2 separate regions of the Urocitellus parryii genome follow, and region 2 is linked to region 1. The links are chromatin contacts, called in public Hi-C maps. All regions are on one chromosome and are shown on one strand. Each heading gives the region's core, a stretch centred on a gene start, on an enhancer-like site or on the middle of the called end of the contact. The rest is flanking DNA. Distances are from core to core; before and after follow the strand shown.

What was found. Hi-C and Micro-C count contacts between places; a contact is called where the count stands out from the background.
Region 2: a Hi-C map of muscle shows a contact between it and region 1, with 2.4 times the contacts expected there. The contact joins the promoter of Tp53inp1 here to the promoter of Plekhf2 in region 1. A contact is called at or near these places in 2 of 2 Hi-C or Micro-C datasets (liver and muscle).

What each region holds. Positions count from the first base shown.
Region 1 is chr7:40,293,023-40,298,821 of mUroPar1.hap1, reverse strand. It overlaps Plekhf2 (pleckstrin homology and FYVE domain containing 2), which reads left to right and starts at 2,432. Exons shown (of 3, transcript XM_077800549.1): 1 at 2,432-2,738.
Region 2 is chr7:40,453,442-40,459,898 of mUroPar1.hap1, reverse strand. Tp53inp1 (tumor protein p53 inducible nuclear protein 1) reads right to left here and starts at 2,293. Exons shown (of 4, transcript XM_026383932.2): 1 at 2,105-2,293.

The DNA.
Region 1 (5,799 bases), core at 1,183-3,682:
GCCAGAGACTTTACTCACCTCATCTCATTTCTTTCATTCAGCAGTCTATGAAGTAGTTCCTATTTGGGGGCTGGGTACTAGAGATTGAACTCAGGGGCACTCAACCACTGAGTCACATCCCCAGCCCTATTTTATATTTTATTTAGAGACAGGGTCTCACTGAGTTGCTTAGAGCATTGCTTTTGCTGAGGCTGGCTTTGAACTCATGATCCTCCTGCCTCAGTCTCCCCAGCCACTGAGATTACAGGTGTGCAATAATGCCTCTCCCAGCAGTAGATCCTATATTTTTGTGGCATTGGGGATTAAACCTAGGACTTTCTGCATGCTAATCAAGTGCTCTGTCACTGGGCTCCATCTCCAGCTCTGTAGTTCCTATTTTTATATCCATATTATGGATATGCTGTGAGGATCACATAGAGATCTTATCACTTGATTTGAACAGGGTACAACAATTACAGGTCTGGGCCAGGAGTTGATCCAACTGCCTTTCAGTCCTTTAAGTGCTTTGTTCAGCTTGGTCTGTGCCAACAAATAAACTTTCCATGATGTGAATATTTTATAACTCTCTGTCACTTGGTCAGTGTGACTGAGGGACTGAATTTTTAATTTAACTAAATTTTATTAAGACACATTATTAGTGATTATCACATTTGTCAACACAACTCTAAATAGCACACATTTCAGGGAGAAGATAGAATATGAAGAATGCAGAAAGAAAAAAATCTCTCTATGTTTAAATCATTATTTCTGATTTTTAAAAAATGAGATACCCAACAATTAGGTAAATTGTAATAGGTGTGTAGGTACATATACACTATATGTATGTTTAAGAACTTCTTTTATTTCACACTCATTTAGCAATTACCATGTTCCAGGAATATGCTTTACAAATATTAATTCATTTAATCTTCATAATAACTTTGTGAGGTAGTTTCATTTTGCAAATAAAGAATCTAAGGAAATAGTTGGATATGCCCAAGGATATAGGTAGTTGGTGGCAGAGCAAGATTTTGAGTAATCATTCTGCTTTGTATTTATGTATTTTGCTGTAAGCTAAATAAGTATATTGGGGGGGGGCAACATTTTTACTAATAGAGGTGAGTGACCAAAAATGGTGATTAATGACTAGATCTTGGACAACCATTCAGATACAGCAATTCTTAATTTCAAAATTAAAAGGGATTTTAGAGATTATTTAGTCCAGCCCTACCTCCACTGATAGATATTGCTGTGCACTTAGAGGAGGATGAGGCCAAGTGAAGATGGGATAGGGTAATGGGTAAGCCAGAAGTCCTGGCCACTTGTGATCCTGTCTGTAGGGACAACTAGAGCCAACACATGAAAAGATTGCGTGCTCGTGACCCTATAACTTTCCCTATTGCAAGCTTCATCTTTGCTCTTTTCGTCCTAGCTATTATTTAAAAAAAAAAAAAAAACTATTTCAGACATTAAAATAGGGAAGGATGGGAACTAGAAAGCCTGGAGAATTCCAGACTGAAGAACGGGTGGCAAAACGGCAGAATCCAAGCCTGTTCATTTTCTCCTCAGTGCTCTTCTATGTGCAGCTTGGTTGGTGGTGGCGTAAATCAGAGCAATCAAAAGTAAAAAAAAAAAAAAAAATCCTTTCATAATAAATCAATAGGAAATATAAAATGTTCCAGACCCAAACTTCATCAACACACTCACACTTTTTGTTTAAAGAATATGCCTATCTCCCCCACCCTGTCCCCATTCCTTGTCCATCCTAGCTATCTTTGATGCCTCTCTAGAAACCCATCAGACGCTTAGCAAACAGGTGCTGTGGAGTAAATGAATCGGGGCACGTTTAACCCTATATACTGTCTTATCATTGCAGTTTCTAGGTATGTGAAGCAGGTAGCTGAATTTTCGCGGCGTCAGAGAAGTTTTGGAAAGACCGGGAGTCCTAATGCATGCACTAAAAAGAATGGGCTATGCGAAGCATGTGGGGTATGTGTGGTAGCTTTCCCTCGTTTCAGGAAGTAGGGGCTTTAGAGCAAGCAAATGGACCGTTTGACGGGAAGCTTCCTCGAGCTAACTGAGACCGGCAAACAACTGTTAGTGAAGGCTTTGGCGTCTAAATCCAAAGCCTCTCTTTCTCATTCTTCAATTCCCTGGGGAAGCGTGTAAAGGGGTGGTAGCGGAGCCGGGGTTTCCTTCCATTCTTCTAATCTCCGTGAGAATTTCGTAGACAGTTGAATAGTCAGGCCAGGAAAGTCAGGTAAGGCGCCTCACAGCCCCAAACCTCTCCTCCTCACGCCTCACCGCGATAACGCCAAGGAACCCACCTACCCTCCGGTTGCAGCCCCGGGCTCACTGGGCGGGCGTGGCCTCCGCCAATAGCCCCGCCCCTCGAGCGCGTTGCGCAGCCGGGAGAGGCGGGGCAAGGGAACCGGGAAGAAAGGGCGGGGAGCGAGCGGGTTGGGTGTGCTCGTGCCCGCGCGTTCGCCCTTGGCGTGTGGGCGGGGGCGCGCCGTGCCCGCGCATGGGAGAGGCCGGCCCAGGCGGCGGTAGTCGGGTTCGACTGGAGGGGCGGGGGAGTCACCTGCGAGCCGCCGCGCCGGCCGGCTACCCGCCGCGTCCGGAACGCGCTGGCTGCGCGGGTCCGCAGGCCGCACACACCCAGAGAGGTCGGGCTTGGGAACTGGCAGAGTCCGCGCCCGGCGTCTGAGACGAGGAGTCGGACCTTCGCGCTACTGCTGTTGCCCGTGCTCGGCCGGGTAGGTGAAGCTGGGGTTGGTGGTCCGCGGGCTTCTGGCGGACTGGGAGTGGAGAAGCGAAACTTTCCGGGCGCTTCCTCCGCGGTCCCAGGGCCGTCCGTGGCGCCGGGAGGTGTCGTCGCGGGCGGCGACGGCGGCCGACGCCATGTTGGGGTCTAAGAAATGGGGCGCTCCCGGGCCGCTCCCCTCGCGCTGAGGCCGGCCCTCGGGCTGGACGCCGCCGCCGTCCCGCGGTACCCGCCAGCGCCTTGGCGAGCCGCGCCCGCCCGCAGGACGCCGCCGCCGTGGGGGGCCGCCGGGAGGGTCCGGCGGGCGGACGCGGGAAGGGGCCCCGAGGTCCGGCGAGAAGTTGTGGGACGCCAGGACTAGGGTCCTAGACGTGGCCAGTGGAGTCTCAGGGCTCCAGCATTTTCCTGCCCCCCAAAGTTTTCAGGGTCTGGGCATCACGGTGCACGTTGTAACTTGAACAGCGTATTTTGTAGGGAGTTTTGGGTGAAAAATGGCACCACAGAATTTGTTCGGATAGAAGCGATGGCTACTACGCTCTTTATTTGGAGTCTTTTAAAGCTTTATGGTCTTAGGCCGAATTTATTTTTCTTTAAAAAATGTTATTAAAGACCGAGAGCTCGCTGCTGATGTTGCTTGACCAGCTTTCTGTGCTCCTAGAACATTATAGCAATAACCTGTGTGGGTGCGCAATGGAAATGAGGACTGTGAAGGTTACAGATACTTAAGTCCTTCGTAATTCGTGCACACAAAAAGTATCTTAGATCGATAAATGCCCTCTTTATAGTTTTATTGCTTTGCTGAGGAAACTCATTAAAGAAAGATTTTGACACAGTAAAGGCATGTGTTGTTCTCTTAAGAATAAATAATCTTGACATTTTGAAGTGTTCCACTCCCATTGGTTCTTTGAGGGTGCATTCCTTCCTATTTTGAGCATTTACCTTTTTCTCAACTCTGGTAGCTCATGGGGTCCTCAGGTTAATTCAGTATTAACAGAGGCTTCTATTTTTAATCTCTTCAGGTCATGACAGCATTGAGAGGTGAATGGTATTAGGTTACTTTTTTGGAAGGCACATGTAATCGCCTCAAAAAAAAAAAAAGACAAAAACCAAAACTGGTGTACTGATTAAGGCATCAAAAGTAAAGATTCAGCATGAATTATTCCAGCAAATGAACATAAAAATTTTTTAAAATATAAAGACAGCTTTAAAATTCTGTTAAATGAATTGATAAACCCTGAACCATGTCTTGGAGAATTTCTCTTTTTACTCCTTAATAGGTAAAAGTGTACTTTCTGCTTTGATTTTACTCCCAGTTTCCTTAGTTCTTAAAAATCTTCTTTTGCTTCATTGTCAAGTTAATGCCATTGTACATATTTATTGAGTAAACTTAACAAATTTCTCAAATCTAGAAACTTAGCTGGTATTTAACTAATGTCTTTTCATTCTCTTATAGTGATAGGATATATAACTCATTCCTGTCTGTCCACGGTGTTTGCTCTTTTCTTATCACTGCTGTTTCTAATTTGAATTTAGTTCTTAAGTACAAATACTTATTTCCTAGAGAGCTGTTAAAAGGGCTCTTGTCCTGAAGTTTTTCCTCTTAAAGATATTTAAACCTATACTTTTTGAAGGCTTTCTACTTTACTCCCATCTACCTTCTCTACCCAGGAAATCAATTCACTTCTCCAATAGTATCCATCAGTATTGTATGGATCTGTAAGGACTTCTCCTTGACAGCAGGCATCACATTGGGTTTGATTTGCCTGCCCATTCTCAGCAAGCTGAGAATGTGGCAGCTGCTCAGGAAAGGTTTGAATGGATAACTCCACATGTTTGTTTCTTGTAAATATGCTTCATGAGTTTCTTATTAAATTTTAATTTCCATGGCTATAGTTGTTAAATCTCGGTGGTATTTTCCTTAGTAGATGCCTTGGACACCATTAAATGCGCAGATTGTATGCTCTCTCTTGTTTTTTTTTTGATGAGAATTTATTGTTGTGAAGATTCAGATTATTGTGGTAACTCAATGAATTTTGGCCTGGGGTACAGAACTTGAATGTTCATGAAATTTCCAAGAAGATAATAGACTGGAATGTAATCACTGATGAATGGAGAGATGCCATGGATCAATAAAAGGATTATAATCATGATTCTAAAAGGAGATTGACTTTTTTACACTTGATAAAAATTTGGTTAATGCCTCACACTTTGAAGGTCATGTTTATATAGACTGCTTAATAGAGCAAATTTTTGTTTTTTTCAGAATTATCTTTGAATATTATATTAAAGTCCCCTTATTGGAAAACAAAAACATTACTTTTCTATTGATAAGTTTATCTTTGAGAACCAGGTTTGTGCATTAACTGCTTGCTACTTGCATGCTTATTTGAAAATAAATAAAATAAAATAAATAAAATGTTTAATAGATACACTTTTATGGTGCTAATTTAAGTTTCAGAACATCTCTAGGTTAAGGTTTTCTGTAATTCTGTAATGACTGTAGAATTTGGGGCGAATTTCCTGCCTCTACCCAATACAACTTTCTCCCCAGCAAATCTGTAAACCACAAGCTAGTGTGTACAATTTGAGGAAGTCCTGGGAAAGAAATAGAAGGCATTCAAATAATTGGTCTGAGTGTAATAGAAAGCAAATTTCATATAGGTGTACTGGAAAAATCAAACTGAGTGCTTGCCACTGTTGCTAGCTAGTTTATGACTCTTGAACAGATCACTTATCTAAGCTTCACTGGAGTCATTTATGAAATGGACGTAGAAATATTTGCCTACAGGGTTGTTTTGAAGATTCAGTGAGAGTTTATGGAAATGACTGGTACATGATAGTATTGTTTTAACAAGTAAACAGTAGCAGTGAATCACAGAATTTAAAATTTTAAAAGGTTAGCAGTCTTTAGAAATAACTAGTTCAGTTGTCAACCTTGGCTGTGCGTCAGAATCACCTCAAGAGCTTCTTAAAAATCCTTATGTCTAAACTTCACCCCAAAATGAATAGGATTATGGATGTGGGGTCAGGCTTAAGTAGTTTTATGCCCCTTC
Region 2 (6,457 bases), core at 1,044-3,543, 160 kb before region 1:
ACAAGTTCATTCCAAGCCACTTGTGAGCATGTGAGCATCTCTGGGTCTGCTTTACCTGTAAAGTATCTATCTAATAATTAGAGCTACGATCTGTAGAATACTAATCATATGTGACAGGAACTTGAGATACTTGTTCCATTTTACTGATGAGGCAATTGAGGCTCAGAAATTAATTGCTCTGAAGCGACAGAGCCAGTCACAGGTGGAGCCAGCGTTACAGCAGAAATCCCTTTGATTTCAACCCCTTTCTTTTTCTCTGCAAATGATCTCTCAGTCTCCTCCTAACCACAACTCTGTTCTATGAATTTCACAGAAGAGCACTTTTCAGTTGATTTTAGCTGCCAGTAGGCGGCACCAAAAAAGCAACATTTTAAAACTTAAAAAACAAAACAAAAAACAACCATAACTTTGATGAGTGCAGCTGTGGCTCCTTTACAGTTTCAAAATATCAGGTGGCTAAACACACCTTCATTGAAAAGCAGCCTCAAAAGTATTCTACCACTAGTTTCGAAAAATAAAGATGCTGATTAAAAAAGTCTTGAACTGCCAAAAAAAAAAAAAAAGCAAAAAAACAAGAAAGTGGCCTTTGCTTGTTCCAAGTCTACTCAGTCTGTTCACCCAGTTTACATTGGAGGCTATTTCCCTACGGATCCTGCTGTCTTTCCTCAAAAAAAAAAAAAGCTGAGCAGTGGGCAAAGGCATCAGTGGGATGTAATTCATAGCCTGCTAACCTTGAATTTTGAAAGCAGAGCCATGCCTAAAAGAAATACACAAGGGGACAGAAAAGAACAAAAGGTAGCCTGAGAAAACAAGAGAGACCTTGGTCACAGAAATTATGTCCTGATTTCAGGCAAGGGCCTTTTGAAAATTATGCTGCCGGTTCGGAATTACAATGGTTGCAACCTAAAATCAAAAGCTTCCCAGTACTTTTTCCACCTACAAATGAAAAACATAATTCAATTACGAAGCAAGTGATTTCAGGATCTTGGGGGCGGTCTTTATGACCTCTGTTTAATGACCCGAGGGTCACACCCTCCCTCTTTTTTTCTCAAAACTACTTTGCATTTAGAAAAGACTCTTTTAGCTAGGGATGCCCAAGTCCTCAGGAGCTACAGATGGAAAGGGGCTCCTCCTTAATCTACTCAAAACTGGAATTAACATACTGAGCAGATGTGCTCAGAAAATACAAATCAAAACCTAGAATGCCCACGTCAAATTCGTCTGCAACTTTGAAAGAGTAAATATCATTGTCTTTTAATGGGCTGCCTGGCCCTTAAATTACTTAATTTCTTTGTGCCTTGGGTCTCCTTTCTATAAATAAGCAGGCCCGCTACATAGGCTCATTGTGAAGACCATCTGGGATTATGTATTTAAGCCCTCGGCTTAGTATATGGCACATTCTAAGCACCAGTGATCAAAATGATTAGGATTTAAATGACGGGTAAGAAAAGTCCTCCTTCCACGGGTGCAACCTCAAACCGTGAAGTGTAAGATCAGGTGGGGTCCTGGAAGAAGCCACCGACAGTCGGACACTCGGGCGGGGGCGGGTCCCGGGTAACGGAGCAAGTTTCCCGGTGCTGAGCTACGGTGGCGACCCTTGGCTGGAGGGCAAGCAGAGGGGACCGGGAGCCTAGGGAGGGGAGGCGGCGAAGCGCTGGGCCGCTGTGTCGGAGCGACGCGTCCCGGGCAGCGGCCGCTCCTCTGGAGCCCCGACGCCGCGTCCCGAGTCCCGAGCGGGCAACTCCATCCAAGGGCCGAGCGCCGAGCGCCGGAGGACAAAGTGGGATGGAGGAAAAGCACTGGAAGAGGGTGAGGAGGAGGAGAAAGAGGGGGAGGTCCTGCCGCGGCCAGAAAAACAGGCCACACTCGGGGGAGGAGGCAGAAACCGAACACCCAACCGCCGCCCAGCGCCGGGGCTCGGTCCGGCCCGTGTCCGCACGCCGGGCCGCGGGGGCCGGCTGAGCGGCAGCCAGGGCTGGGCGGCGGCGGCGAGCGGGGGAGCGAGAGCCGGCGTCCCCCGAGTGCAGGGCGCGCGGCCAGACCCGCGGGGCTCCGGACTCCGGACCCCGCCGCGGCCCGGGACTCCGGCCCCGCCCGCACTTACGTGGGCCGGAGCTGCAGCGGGGACGCGGCACCGAAGCACCGCGAGCTCGGGGCGGGCGCGCGGCGGAGGCTGCTGAGGTAGCTGCGGCGGAGCCGGGCTGCGCCTCTTTCGGGTCCGGGACCGCGGGCGCGGGGCCGGCTCCAGCCCTCCCGTTGCTGCTCTGGCCGCCGCCGGCCCGTCCACGTCCTTTTGTTGTTGTGCAGCCCTCGGAACAGCTGATCGGCCGCTCCGCCCGCCGTCGGGCCCGGCCGCCCCGCCCCGGGGCCGCACCAGGCTCGGCCCCACCAATCGGCGGCGCGGGAGCCCCGGGGCCGCCCTGCGAGAGGTTGTCACCAACGCACGTGACCTGGCGCCGAGCCGGCAACGCTCTCGACTCAGAAACAAGCCCGGGCAACAAAGCCCGGAGTCTAGCGTGCAGACCTGGGCGAGTGGGAGGGCGAAGAGGGGCGCAGGGCTGGGGCCCCCCCACACTGGAGCTGCTGGGAAGGAGAGCAGGAAGGAGGGCGAGGGAACACGGGAAGAGCCGGGGCTCACGAGTTCTTGGGGGCACTGGGAACATGAAACACTTTTATCTTGTAAGAGGAAAATTAAGGTGGCCGAGGGTGACGAAGACTAAATTTAGACTCCAAGACCCCCTCCCGTCCGGTGTAGGGTAAACCTGTAGATACCGTGCCCAAGGCAAGCCCGCTTCTGGGCCTTCCTGGTAAGGAAGATCTGGGCCGGATAGAGAGGGTGCCAGCCCTCAAAACCTTTTTAAGACAGGGAGCCGGGCCTCACCTGCTGTGTTAACACACTGGGAGGTGACTGAACTTGCCCCTAGAATCCTGCCTATGGACAGGGCAGAAGCCAGGCAAACATACTGTGAGCCCAAGCCTGAAGTCAGAGCCACAAGGGCCCTCTGTTCCAGTAGAAAAGAAGAACCCTGCATGAAGAAGAGTTAGAAGAACTTCTTCCCCCAGGCTGTGCAGCGAAGCTCTCCTGTGATCCAAGGAGGTGATGGCCTCTCTTCTGCTCACATACCTGCAAACTGTGGATATTCACAGCCTACCTACTCACTGGACTATTTATAGTGAGAAAAGAGTAAGACAGTGACATAAAAATACAAACCAAAGCTCTGTACACATATAGGTAGATTAATTGTTGGCAAAGAAATCATGTTGAAGCCTATCAGTTCTCTGGATCCTGCTTAAACAGAGATGTAGACCTCTGACTCAAGTGAAATGTATAGCAACCCTTCAGAGGTCTACCTACCATATATTACAGTATCTGAAAGATTTTCAAGCTCCAGCCCTCACAAGGATCCTGTGGTCAGTCCATTTCCAATAATATTGGTTTTAAAAGAGTATAAGTTAAAGTTCAGGGAATTGTCTGACAGGAGTAATGATTAAAATATGATAGTCATCTGACCTTACAAGTTACAAGACTGTAGTTTGTGGACTGGATAGTCTCACAGAATTGAATGTGGACTGGGTTTTCGATTTTGGCAAATCAGGTTCACCTTAATATTTTTTCTCAAATTCATTGCTATGTTAGGTGTCTCCTTAGGAGTCCATGAGGAAACCATCTTTCCATCCAAAGCAAAAGTTTGATAACAATTACAAGAATCTAATTATTTTTCAGTGCTAGGGATTGAACCCAGGGAGCACTTTACCACTGAGCTACATCCCTTGTCCAATTTATTTTTTATTTTGATACAGGGTCTTGCTAAGTTGCTAAAGCTGATCTTGAACTTGTAATCTTCCTGCCTCAGTCTCCTAAGTTGCTGTGCTTATAGGCATGTACCCAGCAGGGGTGTAATTTTTTTTAAAACTCAAAAAGTCCTATCTTTTTCCATGTTGATAAGTTTTATTACATTTAAAGGCAACATGTGAAAACTTACTAATACCTTGTTATGGTAGAGAAAACAATGTGAAGTAGGCGATGTTCCCAAAGATGGCCACCACAATCTCTCCTTTGTCACAAAGTAGAATAGTTTTCCTCCCTTTGAAGCTGGGCTGTCCTAGCATCTGCTTTGACTAACAGAATGTGGTAGAAATAATGTTCTGGTACTTTCATGCCTGGACATTAAGAAAAACTGACAGCTTCTGCTTTGTATTCTAGCAAAAGCCAGCCACTATGGAAGGAGACAACATCAGGCCGTGAAGAAGCCCAAGCTAACCATGTGGAGAGGCCACATGGTAAGAGAAAGATGTTTAACCAGCCCATAGCTGTCCACCCATCTCAGCTGAGGTGCCAGTCAGGAGTGAAGAAGCCCTCTAGGGAGTTCAGAGTTAACAGATACCACATGTAACAAGTGAGGTAAGGCATCCCCACTGAGCCCTGCCAAAATGTAGATATTGAGTAAACATTGTGTTAAGGCCCTAAATGTTGGAAGGTTTTTAAATTTTGTTTTATTTGTTGTTTGTAGTGCTAGGGATTGAACTCAGGGCTTCCTGCATGCTAGGCAAGAACTGTACTAGTGAGCTACATCTCCAGCCCTTAGAGTATTTTTTAAAGCAATAGATAACCAGAATACAAAGCTAAAATATTAGGCAGGCCCATCACTGGTCTTTCATTTCTAAACTCCACACAGGATAGCTTTTGTGATTTAAAAAACAATGTATTGTGTTGGGGATGTAGCTCAGAAGTGAAGTGCCTGATTAGTATGCATGAGAGGCCCTGGGTTCGATCCCCAGTGATCCCCAGCACTGCAAAAGTCTTATCTCAGGAGTCATTTGCTTTCTGTTTATTCTCTTGCTGATTTATAATCTTGCCACCTGGTACTTGTTTATCCCAGTGATGTACCAAGGGATGGGTGGAGGGAGGAAGCTTAGGAGAAGTCTGCCCTGTGAGGGAGGAGTACTTTATCACTGACATTGTTTGGAACTATTGGGGCATGATGATATTACAAAGCAGATTGACTTTTAGTCAGTTTTATTATTGTTTTAAAATTCTCTACAGACAAAAAATAAAATAAAACATTTCACTGTCAGTTGCCTGCACCTAGGGTGATTCCCTCTCTCTTGTCTCCCTCCATGGTAGGCCACTTGTTTACATACATACATGCAGTGAGATTCAGGAGTAATGTCATCTCCTCAGCAGAGAGCTCAGTGAACACAACCAAACTGTCAGATCAGAGGACTGCAAACCAGCCTCTCATCAGTTAGCTGACAAAGACCCAGCCAGTTCTTTGCCTGGGCAGATCCAGTCACTCTAACCATCCTTTAATTCATAGGATAATATTTAGAGTGTTGCTATAGTACCCAGTTCCAGGCTGACCCCCTGCTGTGGTGTGCCCCTTTCCCCATCTGTCAGAGTACCCTTGAGTTCAATACACTCTCTTATCTACCCAAACAAAAGGGATTCAACCTCAAGTTTTGTTGGAAGGATCACAGGGAAGGACCACATTTATGCCAACATCCAGATACAATGCAACTAATGCTCCTGCCTCCTGCCCACGAACACAGACTGTGACCATCATCCTGCCAGTTGCACCCAGTCTGCTAAAGACTGTTGTTTCCCACCACATCACAGGAGAACCCCATACAAGACCTTGTGGCACAAAGCAGCAAGTTATTCATTCTGTGCTGTGGAAAATCCCAAAGTGAAGTACACTTAGGTCATTTTCAATCTATCCATCAATAAATCAGGACTATTGGGCTTCGACTATGTACTCAGCATGTTGCCAAGTGTCTGGAAAGATTGTAAAAACATTTTTATTTATCTCTTTTAATACCAGGATATGAACCCAGGGGCACTTACCCACTAAATCACATTCCCAGACTTTTTTTTTTAATTTAAATTTTTTTTTAGTTGTCAATGGACCTTTATTTTATTTATTTATATGCAGTGCTGAGAATCAAACCCAGGGTCTCTCACACACTAGGCAAATGCTCTACTACTGAGCCACAAGCCCAGCCCACATTCCCAGCCTTTTTTTGTATTTTATTAGGAAACGGGGTGTCGCTGAGTTGCCCTAAGCAACTAAGAGTGTCGCTGAGTTGCCCTAAGCAACTAAGTTGCTGAGCCTGGCTTTGAACTTGCTATCCTCCTGCCTCAGCCTACTGAGCTGCTGGGATTACAGGCATGTGCCACCATGTGCCTGAGGCAGGAGGGTCCTTGGTGTGCTCCAGGAAGAGCGCTGTGTTCACCCTCACACTGTACCTGAGAATTTGGCAGGATCTGGTTATCTGATGTTACCTGTCCAGATCCATTGTTCTGCAGGTTGAAGAGGACTGGCCTTAGAACTTCAAATTCCTTTACAATTTTTTGGAGGTTTTTGTAACACTTCCCAAAAAGGCTATAAACCCCTGAAAGGTAACTCTTTATGTTTATCATCATAACAAGAAACTACATTTCAGAGTGCTGAGAACA